2 separate regions of the Mus musculus genome follow, and region 1 is linked to region 2. Evidence: chromatin contacts called from public HiChIP or PLAC-seq data. All regions are on one chromosome and are shown on one strand. The core of a region is the stretch at or near the end of the contact, and the rest is flanking DNA. Distances in the headings are between cores, read along the strand shown. Region 1 has its middle 35 kb from the start of Dnajc24. Region 2 overlaps Pax6os1 (paired box 6 opposite strand 1).

The links. HiChIP or PLAC-seq counts read pairs in DNA pulled down with a chosen protein or histone mark.
Region 1: an H3K27ac HiChIP or PLAC-seq map of stem cell-derived neural progenitor cells shows a contact between it and region 2, with 4 times the contacts expected there. The contact joins two enhancer-like sites. A contact is called at or near these places in 3 of 115 datasets of contacts at active chromatin or transcription factors (embryonic stem cells, neural progenitor cells and stem cell-derived neural progenitor cells) and 1 of 9 other capture datasets (embryonic stem cells).

The regions. Positions count from the first base shown.
Region 1 is chr2:106,037,031-106,039,730 of GRCm38.p6, reverse strand. It overlaps the pseudogene Gm9342. Among named protein-coding and RNA genes, the nearest start is that of Dnajc24, 35 kb to the right of the region's middle. Within about 2 kb of position 1,275, at least 14 of the 459 cell types and tissues checked have an H3K27ac peak or open chromatin away from gene starts, as enhancers often do. A contact at or near this core is called in neural progenitor cells and stem cell-derived neural progenitor cells, where this site is marked.
Region 2 is chr2:105,615,312-105,618,011 of GRCm38.p6, reverse strand. The region is part of intron 1 of Pax6os1 (paired box 6 opposite strand 1); the gene reads left to right. Gm35946 (a long non-coding RNA gene) reads right to left here. Exons shown (of 5, transcript XR_866617.2): 2 at 1,977-2,144; 3 at 1,061-1,229; 4 at 381-516. Among named protein-coding and RNA genes, the nearest start is that of Gm35946, 5.1 kb to the right of the region's middle. Within about 2 kb of position 1,426, at least 35 of the 459 cell types and tissues checked have an H3K27ac peak or open chromatin away from gene starts, as enhancers often do. A contact at or near this core is called in neural progenitor cells and stem cell-derived neural progenitor cells, where this site is marked.

The DNA of each region.
Region 1 (2,700 bases), core at 26-2,525, 420 kb before region 2:
AGAAAGAAAGAAAGAAAGAGAGAGAGAGAGAGAGAGAGAGAGAGAGGGAGGGAGGGAGGGAGAGAAAGAAAACACAAAACTTGGTGCATATTTATTCTTTAAAACTTGTTTTAAAATGCTAGCCCATACATTCTCCAAAGTAAACACATAAAATTATGTCTACAGATAAGATCCTACAACAAAATTTTTGATACAATGAGTTCAACACTGTTTAAAAGTATCCAAGCGTACAACAGATGTTTGCCAAGACTCTTCCTTTCTGAGAATGGATGACTCGGGACATTTTACTGTAAAGCCCCAGAGTTTTCTTGTTTTGATTCTGAACATGAAGAACTGGAGCCAGTCAGACTCCTGCTACATTCTGACAGCCAAAACAATAGCAGGGTGTTCATATTACAGGATATTAAATGTCCAAGATTTCTCCACAAGTGTTTAGATTTATGGAAGTTCTTGAATATTTAAAGGATATGAGAAATTCAAATAGGTTTATTATGATGAAAAGTTTAATTCAAAAGTCAAGTCTATTGCCTCTATTTTTTACAATTTCAAATTGTGTGGATGGTAGTAGGAGCTGAGATTTTAGATTTTATCTTCAATCAAAACTAGTTCTGATTTTTTTTTCAAAAGAACATGGTAAGCTGCCAAAAATATTTTATTTGAAATTCTCTAATTGTATTAATTTACAAGGCTATTAAAACAAAGTCAATATTTTAAAATAAAAGCTTGAAGTAAGACAAGTTCAAACCACTGTGTACCAGTCTATCCAAACACTGAAAGCAATGGGCGCACCGGCGCCTTAGTCTGTCTTTTCACCGCATTCCTTTCTGCCCATTAACTCTTGGGTTAACAGCTTATGATAATCTGAAAATGGAGGCACCAGATGGTTTCATAACTATGTTTCAGTTTGATACTGTTCCAAAATATTGGTTAAATAACAAAAGCACAGATTTCTATTTCAAAATAAATGTCTTGTAAGCAGTGTTGCTGCCACTGGTGCTCTTTTTATAGTTTCGAGAACACAGGTTGGAGGGCATCTCGTGTTTTCTAAAATGCAATTAGCAACATTGTGACTCCAGTGTTTTCAAAGTAAAAAAATCCAATAACAATAGAAAACAGAACCCAAACCCAAATGATACGCTGTGTTTAAATGTCTGAAATGGTCAATGGAGTCACTATAAATTCTGCTCAAATAAAAGAGCTTCAACAGTTGGTTAAAAAGAACAGTGAGTGCCTTTGATTGCCTCAGCTGACCCACTGGCACGCTGACAGCTCTGTTTCTCTTGGATGCCGACATAAAACAAGAATTGTTTTTACTCTTGGATTTGTAGCTATCTGGATTTGATGGTTCCTCCTGGCTGTGATCTGTTTGATGTGTAGAACAATCCTGAAGGCTTGACCCTTCTGATACAGCCACTGAATGCAAAAGTCGGTTGGGGCCAAACTGGAGCTGCAAACGACCGGACCGACCGTCAGTAGCTTTAATAATGGCTGTTTCCTAGTTTGACATAAACTCCTAAAAAGGAACCGCCCTGTGGAAGAGCACAGTGGATCCATTGTAATGAGTTATTAACATCTACCCCATAACAAGGGTTCTTGGCTCCCGGAGGAAAACTTCCCTTTACACTTAAGTGGAAAGTCAGAAAGGTTAAGTAAATGAACATGCCATCAGTAGAGACAGTAGAGACGTTTAGACCCAAGCCTGTCCTACCACTAAGCCTTATTACTTTGTTTAGTTAAACTAAAGCTTAAAAAACTAAGAATTTGCAGTTTTATGATTTACTTTATTAAGCATGAGCAATGTAAGTACCAGGAAATACACACACACACACACCCACACACACATACACATACACATAAACACACACGTATATACATATATGAGAGATGCAGTCCTTACATGGATAAAACTTGCAAACTATCCCTCGGTAGTACAAGAACTGGCTTAGCATAGGTGATAGGCACTGCAGAGATGGCTCAGTGGTCAAGAGCACTAGCTGTTCTTCTAAGGGACCTCCACCGTCACGGCAGCTTACAACCATCTGCTCCAGAAGATGCCAGAAGAGGAGCGCACATGCATACACCAGGCATACGCATGCATGGTACACAGACATAGAAGCACACACGATACAGGTTGTTGTTGTTTTGGTTTGGTGTGTGGGTTTTGTTGTTGTTGTTGTTATTTTTTTGTTTTTTGGTTTTTGTTTTGTTTTTTTAAGAAAAGTGATTGAGATAGTACTGGAATGACTTAGTTTATCCAGTATGCCTGTGTTCTGGAATTGAAAGTCACATGTCTCTGAGAAAGTGGAAGATGTCTACTCATGACCCAGTATTCCAGGGCAATGAGTGGCATCGAGATCAACAGGAATGTGTAGTCACAGTGGTGAGACAGGTACAGGATTTGCCAGTTTAATCAAATTGGACAAGCTTCGGCATACTTGAGAACATCCAGCTGTGGGACGATGAAGCCCAGAAGATACCATGGTCTTACACTCTGTTAATTGGAACCATTCCTACATTTACCAAGTTCATTTCTCCTTCCTTCTGGAAGGACACTTGTATTACTCAGGGTTCTCTCTCTCCTCTCCCTCTCTCCCTCTCCCCCTCTCTCTCTCCCTCTCCCCCTCTCTCCCTCCCTCTCCCCCTCTCTTCTCCCTCTCTCCTTCCATCCCTCTCTCTTCCTCTCTCCCTCTCTCCCTTCCT
Region 2 (2,700 bases), core at 177-2,676:
GACTAGCCCTCAGGGAGGAGGAAGACTAGCCCTCAGGAAGGAGGAGGACTAGCCCTCAGGGAGGAAGAGGACTAGCCCTTAGGGAGGAGAAGGACTAGCCTTTAGGGAGGAAGACTAGCCTTCAGGGAGAGGGAGGATTAGCCTTTAGGGAAGAGGACTAGCCTTTAGGGAGGAGGACTAGCCTTAGGGAGGAGGACTAGCCTTCAGGGAGAAAGACTAGCCTTCAAAGGGGAGGTCTAGCCTTCAGGAAGGAGGACTACCCTTCTGGGAGGAGGACTACCCTTCAGGGAGGATTTGCCCTTAGGGACATGGGCTCCAGGTCAATTCCACTTCTATTTCTTCAAGTCCCATATGTGTTGTTTTCAGGAAGAGGGTCTTACCTTCAAGTTCTGAGAGAAAACCAAGTATGATGGCAATAGCCTATATTTGTTTTGGGGTCTCCTGAAGTCCTCTGACCAGCAACACAGAGGGATGCTTCTCATGGCTCTGGGTTATTTGTCAAGGAATCTATGGCTCCTAGGAGAAGCATTGTTAGTCCATGTGACACAATACCACTTAAACAATAATGTATTATATATAAAAATATTTAAATAAAATAGTGTTACCCATTAAGCTTCACACCACCACTTTCCCATAAGCACCTGTGTCATACTATCTCCTGCTCTCGAGCCTTTCCACAGAACGTTATTAAAACTAATCAACCTGGCGTGATTGTGCACACACCTCTGACCTCACTACTCAGGGGACTAATGTAGAAGGACTGAGAGAAAGTTTAAGGCCTTCATAGTGATGATCCTATCAAAACCCCTAACAAATTGACATTGGTAATAGTATTGTTTAAGCTAGACTTTATTTGGATTCAATGAGTTTTTGTGCAGGCCCTTCTCCACTCCAGGAAACAGAGCCAGGTACTATTATGCATTAGATTCTCTGGTTTTTAATAGACTTGAAGTCATGTCCTTGGCGGGTGTAACTGAACACACTTCTAGAAAAAGCAAACAAACAAACAACACATTGAAGGCAAACATATGCTTAAGTGCTTATGAATAGTCATCCTTACAACTTTATGTAGCAAGGTGTTCTTATTCTCGTTTTCTTTTCAGAGAGGTTGAGGCTTGGTACAGGCCACTCAGGGGCAGAGTTCAATTCCATCAGACAGCTGGCTCGGGTTTAGAGGATGTTATATCCCTGACCCTTCACCAGAGCTAGGCTGGAGAGCAGACCGTCACCTGTGGGAAGAGCTAACTCTGTTCAAAAATGAATATAACGCACCAGCAGCTACTGGCCCATTTGGCCAGAGTCCCCTATGTCCCTTCCTCCTGTATCCACTCCTTTTAACTTATTCTGACTAACCAACAGCTGCTTGTCAATCTTACCCAGTGCTCTGGGCTACAATGCAAAGGCGCCTCCTGGTGTTTGCATTTGAATAGGGACCCGAGTCTGGAAAACAATGAGGCTCGGGTGGGAGTGGGGGCGAATTCGAGCTAATCCTCTTCCTGGCGTCTTCCATTCCACCACGTGGCATTACCTCCCGCACCTGCGCAGAAACCTCGATTCTCCTTTTGAATTCCTTGTGAATGAGGTCTGTGCATCTAAAGAGGGACAGAGCCTTCCAGGGACAGGAAAAAGGACTGCTTTTCAGCCAGTGTCTCTTTGGCACCACCTCCTGGGTTCCTACTTTCCTGCATGGGAGCACTATCCATTGTCAGGCCAGAACCAGGCAGGGAGGACTCTAGGTGAAGGTAGCTGTCTCCGACCTTTCCAAACATTCAGAGACCTTTCCCCAGTGCTCGAAGGGATGCTAATTGTCACTGTGCAGTAGAGACATGGATGGTCCGAGTGACCAGCTGGTAAATGATACAGTAAGGCCTGTAACTGTGGCCCGCCTGCTTCTGTCTACACAGCTTCAGATCTTCCACCACAGCGAACATTGTCACCACGATTGTTCTAGAAATAGGGCCATTGCCAAAACCAACCTCAAATTCCTGGTGTGCGGAGGATTCTGTGATGTCCTGGGTCAGCAGTCTGTGGTTCTCAGTCCCTGGAGAACCAGGCAGGAAACAAAGCCTCTTTCTCAGGCACTCTCCTGAAGGCGGAAGTGGCTCTGTGTGGTAGGCAGCAAGTTAGAGGCCAGGGCCAGCATCCTGTCAGGGAGTGAGCATTTCCGCATTCAAAGTGGCACACCGAAAGGACACTGAGAGTGAACCACTGCCACTCTGTTTACCTGGGAGTTCTCTGGGACCTAGGAGCAATGCTAATCCTTTTGTTGGCTTTAAGAGGACTCAGCGAAACCAGCTCTGTCCGAAAAACAGCTTGGGGAAAACTAATAGACTACAATGTGGACTGACTCAGCTCAGTCATCATCAAGCCACTCGCGGAGCAGCCTTGTTGTTGATGAGTTGGCATGAGGTCACCCTACGGGCAACAGAAGTCACCACTCAGGGCTGGTGAGATGGCTCAGTGGGTAAGAGCACCCGACTGCTCTTCCGAAGGTCTGAAGTTCAAATCCCAGCAACCACATGGTGGCTCACAACCATCTGTAACAAGATCTGACGCCCTCTTCTGGAGTGTCTGAAGACAGCTACAGTGTACTTACATATAATAAATAAATAAATCTTTAAAAAAAAAAAAAAAAAAAAAAGTCACCACTCAAAAGTATGAATAAGAACTGCTACCAGGTGTTGTCCTTTCCCTACACAC